Regions from separate parts of the Danio rerio genome. Here region 2 is linked to region 1. A link is a contact called in public Hi-C data. All regions are on one chromosome and are shown on one strand. Each heading gives the region's core, a stretch centred on a gene start, on an enhancer-like site or on the middle of the called end of the contact. The rest is flanking DNA. Distances are from core to core; before and after follow the strand shown.

What was found. A called contact is a pair of places that touch in the nucleus more often than the background predicts.
Region 2: a Hi-C map of hematopoietic stem cells shows a contact between it and region 1, with 2.4 times the contacts expected there. The contact joins the enhancer-like site here to the promoter of map3k8 in region 1. A contact is called at or near these places in 2 of 18 Hi-C or Micro-C datasets (embryo and hematopoietic stem cells).

The regions. Positions count from the first base shown.
Region 1 is chr12:25,362,161-25,369,913 of GRCz12tu, forward strand. map3k8 (mitogen-activated protein kinase kinase kinase 8) reads right to left here and starts at 3,507. Exons shown (of 8, transcript XM_021480321.3): 1 at 3,449-3,507; 2 at 2,192-2,513; 3 at 1,506-1,676. The coding sequence starts at 3,480. It overlaps mtpap (mitochondrial poly(A) polymerase), which reads left to right and starts at 7,084. Exons shown (of 9, transcript XM_021480322.3): 1 at 7,084-7,263; 2 at 7,463-7,623; 3 at 7,715-7,753. The coding sequence starts at 7,110.
Region 2 is chr12:25,597,833-25,605,407 of GRCz12tu, forward strand. svila (supervillin a) reads left to right here. Exons shown (of 38, transcript NM_001035261.2): 11 at 745-1,102; 12 at 4,277-4,436. Among named protein-coding and RNA genes, the nearest start is that of svila, 81 kb to the left of the region's middle. Within about 2 kb of position 3,934, at least 29 of the 62 cell types and tissues checked have an H3K27ac peak or open chromatin away from gene starts, as enhancers often do. A contact at or near this core is called in hematopoietic stem cells, where this site is marked.

The DNA.
Region 1 (7,753 bases), core at 2,257-4,756:
TTACATCAAGGGAACATTTACATGATATTGATGTAATAAAAAAATGTTTTTGCTTTGCCATAAAAAATGTGTCAAACCATAACAATTCCACAAGAAACAAAATAATCCTACTAATGAATAAATATAATGTAATATGCATGCCAGACCACTAGTTGTCAAAGTGTTTTTATAAATACTGCAGGCATGGACAAATACAATCTCGTTGCCCACCTTTTTACTTTGACAATCAAGTCCTTGTGCATTCCTATGGACTGAACACATAAAACAGAGATGCCCAAACTCGGTCCTAAAGGGCTGGTGTTGTGCAAAGTTAACTTCCAACCCCAATCAGACACACCTAGGCTAGCTAATCAAGCTCTTATTAGGCTTTCTAGAAACATTCGTGCAGGTGTGTTGAGGCAAGTTGGAGCTAAAATCTGCAGGACACCAGCTCTCCAGGACCGTGTTTGGACACCCTTGACATAATGCATCAGTGCATGATGACATCAATTTCACAAAATCACAATTTTTGTCATTAACACAAGGTTAATGTTCAAAGTTTGAAAAATACTTTGCTAAAGTCACCTAAAATATTGAAAGGTAAAATTCTTATTCTGCATATTTTGACTATTCTGAAAGATTGCAGGTATTATAAAGGATTTATTTGTTTAAATGTATGTGCCCTCATATCATTTCATCAAAACAACTTCCTTTTTGCAATAAAATATTTCCTTTCATCACATGCTTCTTGGCACAAGAGAGGGACAACCTGTCTGTCATATGTTCCACCAAATCACATGTTCCACCAAAGCAGACAATTCCTTGTAGACTAAATAATGTTTATCCATCCAGTTCTTACATGGCAAGCTGTTTAATTCACACGTCTAAAAGAGGACTGCAACTGTTAAACTTGACCACAAGATCAAATTTTCATCTGCACTCTGCCACTAATTTAAGACGCCTTTGTAGGCTGCATGTTTCCACAGGGGGCGTTTCTGTCCACTTCCTGTGTGCGTTAGTGCCATTCTCAGTTTCTGTTAAAACACTGCGTGCTGCATACTGACCCTTTGAACATTTTAGGGAAATTGTGTTGTTTCCCAAAAGTGCTGTTCCTCATTTTTAAACACTTTTTCACTGCTGCTACAGTTTCTGTAAAACCTGTTTCGCTTTTCAGAACGATTTTTCACTAGGCTGTAGTTAATAAAGCCATGTGTCATCACATGCTGAATCATAAGTTCATCACAACATCATTCAGTATCATGTGTCTTTTCCTTGATTTATCTTCATGTGACAACTGCTGATGATGATGAATGAACTCTATGCTTAATTCTTATTAGAGTACTTTCAAAGTATTTAAAAAAAATATTTTGAACCTTACTGATAATAGAATGCGGATTCCCAGTAGGAAAGCTATGTCCATAAAAACCTCCTAGTTGAGTGAAAACATCTACCTTTGCCAAAGCAAAAAAAAAGTAAAACCCTGTAAAGATTCCGGAAACAAACATACTTTGCATTCCCTTACTTACTAATTTGCATGCCATTCGCTTCCGAGTTTTGGTGTCCTGAGCCAGATGGACCTTCCCAAATGAGCCTTTGGGAACGTGTCCAGGGCCCTGAGGCTTGTAGGTCAGTTTCCACGGAAAGAGAAGGACGTCCAAGTCGATGCGATAATGCCCCTCTTTAATGATCATGTCTGTCTGTAGGGACAAAGCAGGGTGTTTATGACACCAAAGGCTATCTTGCTAAACAAGTATAAACACTCCTTTACACGGGATTATGTAACTCCCAAAGCAGGTCACAAAACTAGAATATGTAAATAACTTTTACTCTTCAAATCGCACTACAAAAAAATAATGCTCTTCCTATCTTTGTCTTGTTTTCCTGTACAAATGTCAAATAAAGATTTACTTGAAATGCAAAATTACATATTATTCAGTGCCAGTGATTAGAAGTAAGTTTGATAAAAATGGGATCTTGTTTATAGAATAAGCTCATTTTTTTCTCAGTATAATTCAGTATGATGTATAGATATTTGTATTGAAAATAAAGACTGTGAAGGATTGACTATATATTTGATGTTTTTCAATGCATGCAATATTTACTCTCATGATCATACAAATTTAAGTCTTTATGCTTTAATTTAAGAAGCTGGTGGAAAGGCCTCAGAAACCCTTCAAATATTGATGTAAGTTTTAGAACCAATGAAGCTTACCTTGTTCACCAGAACACCCATTTCTCTACCAACATCTAAAAGAGAGGAGGATGGTGTGTTTGAGACCATATTCACAAAGTCCAGGAGGTCAGATGTTGTCCCATAACGGACCTTTCCAGTCTTTTGTACATGTTTAATTAGGTCATGTGCCGTTTCCTCATTCTCGTCCATCTCTTCTTGCGAGAAACCTTCCTCAAACGAAATACCAGATTCCACCACCTCACCAACACTGTAGAAATGTTCTGCCTCTTGAATGAAGTCCTCAATTTTTATGTGTGCAAGAAGCAGTTCTATACAAGAATTTCCATTGTCATACTCCATCCTTGATTGAATAATAAAACAAAATGTTTGATCATTAGAAACATCAACACATTGAAATGAATGCATTCATCCATGTTGTTTTTGCACCCATATGTATGTTTGCTGTGTGGTCAGGTATGTTTCCTGAACAGCTTGCCTGCTCTATTTTGCATGCAAGTGAGAGGTGGCTTAAAACATCTTTAAAATGAATGACAAATGGAACTTTTTCATTGTATTAACTCTCTTTTTTCTCCTCAAGAACAAACAAACAAGAACAAAATATAACAGCATTTTTGAGGTCAAAAATGACCAATTATGAGGGACATGCTAGCAGTAAAAATGACTAGCCCAAGATGATTTATCAGAATGGCTGAATCATAATAAATGCAATCACTTTTTTATGTTTTATCATTTTTGACCTATTACATGTGCTGTTTCTAAATTGATATGGTGTGATCGGGTGACTGATATACACACAAAAAACAGAACTTTCCAAAGCATTGCAGAAATACAACCCTATACACTGCTGCCAAATTTACTTCTTGTTTCCTTTAGAAACTGGGGTACTTTTACCCTATTGCTGTGCATTTGAATCTTACACAATGAAGAACATCCTAACACCCAAGAGTGTGACTCGGACACTTTGGGGATAGTTTTGAATAGCAGTTGGATGAGTTTTTAACATGCAGATTTGGCAACCATCGCTGAATATCCATTTTTGGTTTATGTTAAATAATGAATTTTTAATAATAAAGGCTGTTCATTACTGATGAAAAGAACCGGTGCTCAAAAAGAGTAACTAGAAAGGGTGCTGACAAGCATATGCCAAAAGCCCTATTAAATAATCCACAGTATTTAGCCTACTCTGAACGTTGTTCGAAATAGTATAGGCTAATGAAGCATAAAAATAACTAAACAAAATAAATGATATCTATAAAACACCAGCAGTTTGCCTACCTTTCAGTCAGTGTGTTCACAGCAGGGCGCATACTCAGTGATTGTCCATAGTTCCCTCTGAAGCTTTTTCAGACGTGTGCTCGCTGATAAGAGGAATCAGCGAGCTGCGCGCCTCCGCTGTGCGCTTACGTCACTGCGGTTTCGTTTTCTCTTTTCTCTGAGAGGTGTTTTCTCGTCTTCTCATCGAGATCACGTATCTGCTGCTTGGATTTTGCCACAGTCCCCTATCAGAATGTTCCGTAGAAGGAGGATGTCATTCGCTTTCATCTTTATGATTAATTTGCGCCAAAGGAAAAGTTGCCTTGTTGAAACCATCTTGTAGTAAACAGAAGCTAACTAGTTTTGGTCTATATACGAAATGAGTGAAGTCCGCTGACCCAGCAAAAAATGTGTCCTTTTGTTGTTTTCGCTCATTAAGAGATTTCAAAACTTCTAAACTTGTTGAAAGTGTCAGGGAATCCAGATAACGAATAGTGACAAGATTGTCTTAAGTGTATCAAAATATCTAAACGCTGTTTTCAAATTGGGGGATATCCAGGCTGCAGATTGACAGTTCAGTTTTTCCCCGAAAGTAAACGGCGCCTTAGTGTAGTAGGCTATGGAATGCCAAAGCTGCCATAATAATACATTTGGTTAATAAGCAGTAGCTGGCTTTAGTGATTTGGGGGGCCCTAGTAATGAAGCTCTAAGCTTTTTTTTCTCTTTATAGATATTGTTTTATTTATTTATTTATTTTTTTGTAAATAAAATCTGCATGTTAAAAATATTTATATTGCACTGCATTCTTTATCTTCTTAATGTTAAATGAAATACAATAAATTTGCAAATAAATAACAAGTAATTTATTAGAACAAAGTATGTACAGTTAATTAGCCATATTTGTGTTTTTAAAATTTGCATGTGCAGTAAGAAAGGAATATTCCATTGTTCATGAGGTCCCCTGGTTTGGAAAAAAAGTAATAATGTTAAAATCTTAAAGGTTATAAGCAGATTTTACAGCATATAAAAGAGAATTTATTAAAAGAGATATGATTAATATGCATCCTGACATAGGTTGGGGCCCCTAATTCGCTGGGGCCATAAGCGGCTGCTTTACCTAGTATATTAGTTAAGTTCAAATCAATTTTCAATTCATTTTTATTTGTATAGCGCTTTTACAATATAGATTTTGTCAAAGCAGCTTCACATAGAAGATTATAGTAGATTGAAACAGTGTAGTTCAGATTTTAAAGTTTAAATTCAGTTTAGTTTAGCTAAGTCCAGTGTGGTTTAATAATCACTATTGAGAGTTCAAACAATGAAGAGTAAATCCATTGATGCGCAGCCCTACATATCCCGAACCATGCAAGCTAGTGGCAACAGAGGCGAGGAAAAAACTTCACCATACCGCTAAGTGATGCATTGTGTGTGCTTTACTAAACAGATAGGTCTTGAATCTAGTTTTGAACTGCGAGAGTGTGCCTGAGCCTCGTACCTTATCAGGAAGGATATTCCAGAGTTTAGGAGCCATAAATGAGAAGGCTCGACCCCCTTTACTCGACTTTGCTATTCTAGGTATTACCAGAAGCCCTGAGTTTAAAGATCTTAAAGAGTGGGTTGGATTGTAGCGAGACAGAAGGTTGATTAGATAGACAGGAGCTAGATTATTTAAAGCTTTATAGGTAAGAAGCAATATTTTAAATTCAATACGAAACTTAACAGGTAGCCAGTGTAAGGAGGATACAGTTGGGGTGATATGATCATATTTTCTATACCTGGTAAGAACTCTGGCAGCTGCATTTTGTACTAGCTGAAGTTTATTAATAGAGGATGATGGGCAGCCAGCAAACAAAGCATTACAGTAATCCAGCCTTAAAGTCATAAAAAGCATTGTCTAGCTTTTCTGCATCTGAGATGGATAGCATACTTCATAACTTAGCGAGATATCTTAGATGAAAGAAAGCAGTTTTTGTGACATGGGATATATGATTTTCAAAAGTTAAATTGCTGTCTAATATGACACCCAGATCTTTTATAGTAGAGCTAATGCTAACTTTGTATCCCTCCAATTGTACGTCGAGTTGTGAGATCTGCTGTGTACAGGATTTAGGCCCAGTAAGTAATAATTCTGTTTTGTCTGAGTTTAAGAGAAGAAAATGGTTTGTCATCCATTCTTTAACATCTTTACAGTTTTTTTTTTTTTTTTTTTTTTACGATGGCTATGACAGTTTTTTTCAATACATTTAATAAGTTTGCTAAACTCTTAACACAGCAACACACCTAAAACACACAATTGGCAAAACAGTAAATTTCATGCTCAAAATCACACATTGTAAACTAAACCTCTAAACTACTTTTTAAAATACAATAATAAACTAACACACCACACCATGTCTAACAAAACACTGTAAACATGTTTCAAAATAAAATAATGATTCAAAACACTAACACGTTCTCTTCCGATAGAAACATTTAGTCATTCATAACACATTGATAATAAAAACACTATCATCAGCTGACATTACAGAAACTGCAATGTTTGATGTGTCAGGTCTGCCCTTTACTTGAAGCCTCTCTACATTTTTGTGTTGTTGAGTTTAGTACAGTAAATGCATGCATTTTGTTATACTGCAGAAAATCATAACTAAAAATGAACGACCATCCCAGAGTAGCTTTAAAAAATTTACAGTTTACTGTATGTAAAAAAATAATACAGACACAGAATTGATGCAGTACAGACTTTATTTGCAAAAGGACATTACTGCAAGATGTACAAACAGAAAAAAACACCACAATAATAATAAAAAAAGTAAAGTAACTTTCTATTCTGACTAGTCTTCTGCATTTTCCCGACTTCTTCTCTGGCCCGGTATGGTAACGGTGGCCCTTTGGCCTATTATGTTTCTCCTATGGCGATGCCTTCTCGCCAAGTTAAAGCCAGCCTCGTCAACATAGATAATTGCATGTGGAACTTGATTGACCTCCAACTCCATGACTCTCTAGAAGTAATTAGACACAGTGTAATGCTTTACTGTACTGTATAATTATGTATTGAACGCCAGGTTTATTGAGTAGTTTACTGCAAAACACACTGTGTATAGTAAAGTAATCACTGTATTGCATAACCTTACCTCGACGTATTGGTGACGAAGTTCTGTAATGTGCTTACTGTTTCTTTCAAAAACCTCATGAGTCCACTTTTAGAACATACAGTATGATCATGTGATTTGAAAAACCTCAACATATGAGTGTGCTTCCTATATGGGAATCTGCTGTGATATGTATGTGATATACTGTTTACTTTGGCTTTAGCCTATATAAGTTTTGTTTAGAACATGGTGTTATCTGTTCTGACATACTGTGTTAAAGCATTTGTAAATTTAACTGTAAAATGACATTGTTTTGCTCTTGGTTGTGCTTGTGTGTAAAATAAGTTCAAGCATTTTAAATTTGTGTTAACTGGATGCATTTTGTGTCAAAGCAAAATGTGTTAATTGTATAGCCCACTAAGACGGATGTTGTGCTAACCGTGTTAAAAGTTTAGGAAACTTGTTAAATGTATTGAAAAAAGTGTCATAGCCATTGTAAAAACCTGAAATTCAGTTTTGGCGTTCGACACGGTATGTCCAATCGCAGCCACCGTAGAGCCAACTTCTGCGCTTGCGCCCGTCTCAAATCAACAATGGCGGCCTCCCTCGGCGTGTGTAGGTTACATTTTAGAAGTTTAGGAGGTCTTGATAGATTTTGTCTCGGATTGGAACCTCAAACGCAAAGAAGATGTACGTCAACTATACCAGCAATCAAAACCCCGACCGGGAGCAAGACCGCAGACTTCGGTAACATTTTTATTCTTGTATATCTGTAAGCATGGCATTTACTAACTGACTTTAAAACAGACTTGACAGCTGCAAAATGTATTCGCGTTGTCATAGTATTTACAAAATAACTACAAAGTTGTCATCTAATGGTGTAACTAGCGATGTAGTTGACATGTGGATGACCAAACACCAAGTCTTTGCGTTTTTATCTCAAAAGTGAAGAAGAGTAAAACATTTCAAGCAATCCAAGAGGAGCGACGAGAACAAGCTGAAAGATCTGTTTTAATCAGCTGTCCTGCTAAATTCAGCGAAAAGAAGTTTTTAGATTTCTTCTCCAAGCATGGGACAGTCAACAAGCATTTCTTCTACAACAGTTTTGTAAGTGTGGCAGAGCTATTGCAAGTCATTTTATCTCAATTCAGCTGAGTGATGTTGTGAACTGTTGTTTTTAATCTGCTTTGTTTTTTAGGGTGCGTATGCGGTAGTTGAATTCTCCAATAAAGAGAGC
Region 2 (7,575 bases), core at 2,684-5,183, 240 kb after region 1:
GGCTAATAATTTTGACTTTATCTGTACATATACACTTTTGGTTTATTATTTCTTATGTAAAACGAAATGTTTGATTCGTTACTTTTGCTTAGTATCCTTTCTCTTAAATAATAATATACTCTTAAAATAACCACATCGCATGTATAATGTGACCAAGCAGTTTCTCCAGGGAAAGTCTTATGGTTCTGCTAATGTCAATGAAGGTGGTTCATGATTAGTTAATTCCCTAAAGAATAAATGGGATGTTTATTTTTTTAAGTGGTTTTGAGACAACAGCAGAAATGCGTCACTGCAATTACCATCATTTTGCTGAATGGACTTCATTTGGAAGTCAATGCTCTTGTTCTGAATGTGTCCCAGAGCTCTGCCCAAAGCCCTGCTGACACAGTATAGTTGTATCGACCGTGTCTGTGATTCACTGTGTCTGTTTCTGAGGTCATGTTGGGAACGCTTCAGTGTATAATGGGCATGGCTTTGTGAATGATTTTGTTATTCTGACGCTTGTCTTTGAGCCCCAGGAAGTCACACACTGATTACTCAGCATGATCAAAGTGTGTGTATGTGTGTGTTTGTGCTCATGAAATCTTGGTGAATGTTTAGTCTTCTGTCCACGCTGACTCTTTTTTTTTTTTTTCTCATCCTATCCCATCATGATCTTCCTCTTTCTCAAAATGCTCATTCTCACACCTTTTCCTTCTTCACTTTCTATCTCCGCCTGTTCTCCATCCTTCTCTTTTGTCATAGTTTCAGCCTGCAGGTGGAGCTCGTTTTGCACCCAGCTCCAACTCAGCCATGAGATCCTCCACTGTTTCCACTGAACATGCGGGCGACATCCATCTGACCATGCCAAATGTATCTGGGCCTGCATATTATGAGCAGACCGTTTCTCCACAGCATCACCCTCAGCCTGCCCATGACATCCAGACACATCAGAGTCTGGCTGAAGGGGGAAGGCTGCTGTTGAGCACTGGGAAGAGGAAGCTTCCCTCCCCAGACAGCGTGAAACGGACACCGCATGCTCAGCCGGCCAGAGACTGGGACAGTAAGGCTGTGGCGGTGACCTCTCAAGACCTTTCACAAACAGATGGAGAGCACACAACAGGTAGAGGAACATCAGTGTGTTTGTTTGTATTTTAAACAACCCCTTACAACATAGTAAGGGGGGGGGGGGAGTATGCTATACCTGCTGGTCTTGAGAAATGTGATCGGTCATTAAAACGTATAATTTTTGTTTAAAATACAGGAAGAACCAATTCAAGACACTTTACAGTGTACAGTAAACACAACATTGCTAAATTAGTCTATCCATTCAGATAAAAAATAAAGAGATTAATAAAGAAATATAGGTGTTGTACTATTGAACTTATTTAATAATGGTCACAATAATAATAATAATAATAATGCTAATAATAATAATAATAATAAATATGTATTATTAATAAAAAATAATGATTATAGTGGTGTTTGAGAAAAAGAAAAAGGAATATTATTGATATTAGTAGTACAAAAACTATAATTTGAGTAAATTATAGAATTTGCTTTTAAACATTTAATCTTTTAATTAGTCTGAAAAAGGGGTGTCCAAACTTTGTATGAAGGGCCAAAAACCAAATATCATTGAGAGTCATGGGCCGAAGATAAGTATACCAAACTATTTTACATTAAAGTTGCCATGGGTCATTACCTAATTTATTTCATAAGATTTAAAAACAAGTAGAAAACATTGCTTTGAATTATGTTAGCTACTAGTGCAGTATAATTTTTAAATTATAACTTAAAATATAACATAATATAACATAAACAATCACATTTATAACACAGTGAAGTTCAATGCAAAATACACTAGTCAAGCAGAATTTGCATTGTCCTTTATCAGACAGGTGAGTGTAAGAAAAACTTAAACTAAACTACAGCATTGAAATTTAAATATTTCATTTCAGTTAATTAATTTTTTTTGGCTCAACAATAAAATGCAAAAATAAATGGTTACATTAAATTTGAATTGACTCTCTAAACTAGGCATGGGATAACCGTTTTCAAGGTATACTGCGGTTTGGAAAAGTCACGTTTTTAAAATCACCAAAATTTTCTGCTATAGCGTTCCTAAGGTATATGTAAGATTTTTATTTATGTTTTTTTGTTTTGTTTTGTTGTAACAGTATCTCCAACAGAAAAGATATCTAAAGATTTCCTTTTTGAATTGAAATGAAATCTGTTTTTTTTTTAAACTAATGAAGACTGAAGTCAATGATTCATTTGAATTATTTAGCCTGACATGGTTACTGTTTCAAAATATTTTAAATGTTTCTTAAAATAAAATATATTGTGTTCAAAGGAGGAAAAATTTTGTTTTTTTTACACAAACATTAAAAAAAAAAAAAACATATTTTAGAGCGGTAAGAACAATACCATAAAACCGTGGTATTTTTATACCGTCGAAATCTTATACAAGTCCATGTTTACTCTAAACCATACCAATCATTCTCCCTTTTTCAATCTCATAAATCAAAGGTTACCATGGGTCAACCTAGTTTAGGCATCTCTGATCTAAACCACTAATTTGCGAGTAGCACTTTCATATATTATCTCTGTAAGAACACATTTCAAAAGAAATATATGTACAGGAAGGTGTATACATACAGTAGATCAAAACATCTACTTATTTTTGTTTTTAGGTTAGTCTTGTCTAGCTTTTGGTAAGAAGAGCTTCTAAATTAGTTGTCCTAATTCTTCAGCATCTATTTCCCTATATGTGCCTGTGGGATAAGATCAGGCATATCTTTTACGCATCTTGTTTGGATGAAAAGCATACAGCCACAATAAAATCTTTTAATTTAAGTCCTGCATTATGCAAATAGCAGTAAATAATAGCAATAGTTCCCGATTGCTGTAGCTTGAGAACAGGCTTTATGTGCTTTTGCTGCGAAACAATGTTTTGTTTCGTTTGTTGTGCTGATAACTGTGCATTTAAAACTGCAATGGTGCAATTGTGCTGTAATAAATGTAAGGCACAATATCATTCCTGTACATGTACTGGACTGGACTTTGTGCAAATGTATATACAGATTATGTATTCTCTCTTTTAGAATACATATGAAAAAAAAACTATGTACAGGAAGATGTATATATAGATTAAAACATCTACTTACTTTGGTTTTTAATTTAGTCTCGCCTCGCTTTTGGTAAGATGAGCCCCTAAATAGGGCAGAAAGACCCCTGGCATAGAGGTCAGGTCCCAGCTGTTGCTGGATGTTTGCTAAATGTGTTGAATGTATCTGATATCATTGTTAATGATTTATACTACAGAGCGAAAAAGAAATGTGAATACTTGTAATACAAAGATCACATTTACCAGAGAACAGTTATTATTATTATTATTATTATTATTGTTATTATTATTATTATTATTATTATAAGACTTATTACACAATTTGATATATTAGCTAATAAATTAATGATAATGTAAGTTTATCGGTTTAATGATAAGTTTAAAACAATAAATAAATAAATAAATAAATAAATAAATAAATAAATAAAGACAATTAAAACTGTCATTTTTTTTATCTTTAAAACACAATGTAAACAAAAAAGTTGAGATGACTTGTGTGGAATTACACATTGTTTTAGTATGATCAATAAATATGTGCAAATATAACTATACCCTTGGAATTTTTTACTTTAAAGGAAAAAAGTGATTATTTTTGTCTCTGACCTAAATAACTTGCTGTAAACTAACTTACTTTCACAAATCCTCACTAATAATGTCCAAATTTATAACGGCATCAAAATATACTTTGTCACATTGAAGCTCCTTCTCTCATTTACAATTCATCCCCATCATGTGCTGTTTGTTTTGTCAGTGAGCGTGTTATGATGGCTTCCCGCAGTGTCTGCTGCACATGTGCCGTCTACTGATATCTCTGTGACTTTACAAAAAGAGAGGTGTGTATAGGATGTGATGCGAGTTACTTCTACTCCGTCTTCCTGTTTTGGGTCTGTCATGCAGGCTGCTGATTTTTAAACTCTCCTCTCTCTGAAAAGACAGAAAGATGTCTGTGTAAGCCACACTGTCACAGGATGATCAACAAAGCCTCCTTTTATGCTTAGAAACTGACACTCATTTCCTGTGCAGCAGTTCGCATGCATTCATCACAGTTTTGACAGAACTAAACGCGTGTCAGAGTGTTGGTCTGCGGTGACTCCGCCTGACGCTGAGCTGTTATTGATTGTATCACTGAAGCTGCTCTAAACCCTTTCCTGTGTCTGTGTTCAACAGATCTTCCTGTACACACTGCCGCTGCTGTATCTGCATTACAGAGCCATTCTCTCCATGAGGACCACACCAGAGAGGAAGAGCAGGAGAGCGACTTCAAAACAGAAGACGGAGACGAGCTCTCGGACGTCATGTCTGCCAGACAGATGTCCATCAAAGAGAGGTGAAGTTGCTGATATCATTTCTCTGAAAGTTGTTGTTGTAGTTTTGTTTTCAATGGATAAAAGTCCTGTAGTTTACAGTGTATTGAAACTTATCGTTGTGTAAAATTGTGATAATTTACTCGCCATCCACTTGTTCTAAACTGGTTTAATTTTTTTCATCATCTTTTGAACACAAAAGATATTCAGAAGGATGTTACAGACAGTGGCTTTCAAAAATATAGCATTTTTTCATAGTATGACTAACAATTATTAGTTTGATTTAACAATTAGTTTGATTTAGAGTTATTGCATGTTGTTTTGCAATTGTTAAAGTATGTCTGACAAGGACAAGAAAGCTGAGGTTCCTGAAATGCGTAATAGAGGCTCGCTTATATTTTTATTTGTGGATGTTCAATTATGACTCTATTTGGGGAAAGTATGTTTGTGTCTTTTTGAATGTGTCGATTGCATTGTTCTTAAATTTTACACATAGGTTAAACGCTTTGAGCATCTCCTTTTAGTAGCATAATATTTCACAAAGTTGTTTTATTAAAGAGTTTGACTTTGAACTAGGTCAGTGATGTTGCTGTTACGTCCTCATCCTGCATTCTTGTGTTGTAGTTTAAAAGTAAACACGCAGATAATGACGGACGGATATTAGAAAATGTCACAAATTCTAGTGTAGTGTTACTCTGTATTGTAGGTTCTTCAGAGCTGTATGGATGTATCTGGTTAGAGATCAAAGTATTGTGTAACTGATAGACCGCTGCCTGTTGCCATAGGAAGCAAGCTGACGCAAGCTGATTAAATTGATTAGTAATGACAGTTGTGCATGTGTGTGCAAATATGTGAGAATTAGGATGATATATGCATAACTGTTAATGCTTATTATTTTGTGTGTGTGTGTGCGCGTGTGCGTGTGCGTGCGTGTGTGTGTGTGTGTGTGTGCAGTGCACATATTGTTCACATATTTTTGTTGTGTTAAGTTGTACAGTCCCAATCAAAAGTTAATTACTTTTTTCATTTGTGTAAGATTTACTAGTAGCTTATTTTTAAACTTATTCAAAGCACAAGTCAATAATGACGTTAAACGATTAACCAAATGCAAAATAAAAACATTGTTTACATAATATTTTGTGTGGGTTCTGTGTATATTTCTATAAATACACACATCCATGTACAGTTGAAGTCAGAATTATTTGCACCCTTTTGATTTTTTTTTCTTTTTTAAATATTTCCCAAATGATGTTTAACAGAGCAAGGACATTTTCACAGTATGTCTGATAATATTTTTTCTTCTGGAAAAAGTCTTATTTGTTTTATTTCTGCTAGAATAAAAGCAGTTTTTTTTTAAATCATTTTTGGGACAAAATTATTAGCCCCTTTAAGCTAATTTTTTTTCGGTAGTCTATAGAACAAACCATCATTATACAATAACTTGCCTAATTACCCTAACCTGACTAGTTCACCTTATTAACCCAGTTAAGCCTTTAAATCTTACTTTAAGCTGTATAGAAGTGTCTTGAAAAATATCTAGTAAAATATTTTTTACTGTCATCATGGCAAAGATAAAATAAATCAGTTATTAGAAATAGGTTTTAAAAAATATTATACTTAGAAATATGCTGAAACAATCTTCCCTCCATTAAATAGAAATTGGGGAAAAGATTAAACAGGGGTGCTAATAATTCAGGGGGGCTAATAATTCTGACTTCAACTGTATATGTACATGTATACTAAATGTTTATTTATATATAAAATATTTATGTATAATAAATTGTATGTAAAAATGTATTTAAAATTATCAGTGTATGTTGTATTCATGTGGATTTATACAGTATATACTTAATAAATATGTACTGTACACGCACATATTTTATGCAAATACAAATGTATATTTTGTTCATTAGTCACGATCAGGGCTTAACAATTACTTTTGATCACCAACTTCTGTGTCTAGTAGATTCCCAACATTACTTGCCGCTCGCCTTTTTCACTAGCCACACTTTTGTTGTTGGGAAAATCTATTTCATGTGCATAAATTTGACTTTGACACGCTACAATTACTTGATTTAGATTTTGTGTTATGTCCACAAGCCTCCTCGTTTGTTTCACTTTTTGTGTGTGTTGTGTATTAGCTTGCTCAATGTGCATGAGCGAATGGGTTGTCGCATTGCAATCAGTTTTTATTTCACTTGAATTTTCAGGGCACAAAATTTAGGAATTAATAAATTTATCTCTGACCACACCAAAATTTTTTTTATTTTTTAGCCACAAATTTTTAATGTGTAAAAGCAAGCAAATTATAGCTGTATATGTAATTGAGGGCAGCTAGTAGGTGCTGTGCAGGTAAACCCCACTTCTCTGACCTCTAAAGGTGCTCTTGCGACAGACACTAGAGGCCATGGTCTTTAGCCTCTTTGGTAGATCAACCAACTCCCATGCGGAAGGTCACCGGTTTGATCCCAGCTTGGATCAGGTTGGGTGGCGTAGGACCGTTGGGGTTTAAATTGGTGCCGTGACCCGGATGGGAGGGAGGTTTAGGGGAGTGAGTGTGACGGAGGCCGGCTAGTAGGTGCTGTGCAGATAAACTTCACTCCTCTGACCTCTAAAGGTGCTCTAGCAACAGACGCTAAAGGCTATGGTCTTTAGCCTCCTTGTCCAAAAATTCAACAATTTTTCTTTTTTTTTTAAATTACATTTAAAAAAGAACTATTGTCATGGATCTAAAATATGCACAGTAATCTGTCCTGGCTAAAGGTCCCAGATTACACGTTAGCTACACATAAATGGGGAGTTAATCTCATATTAAAGCAATGTTCTTATAAAAAAGAGAGAATTAAATTATATTAACAAAAATAATTGTAAGCAAAAGAAAGCGGGTAAAAAAAAAACATAACATGAGTGATGATGAAAGGATGATCATGCGTACACGGTTAATGTTAGGCCTGTTAATAATCTGTTCAAAGAATAATTAAAACTAAAGCAGTGACCGCTGCAGCTTACAAAAGGATATATATTTTTTTTTTTTTTAAATATTGAGCTCTTGAAAGCAGCAGGACTATGTGTGCACGATCATCGTTTTTTTTCCAGTCTATTTTAAGGAGAACCGATCGCACCAGTTGTGTTTCATCTAGGCATGGTTGCTTTGCTCAAATA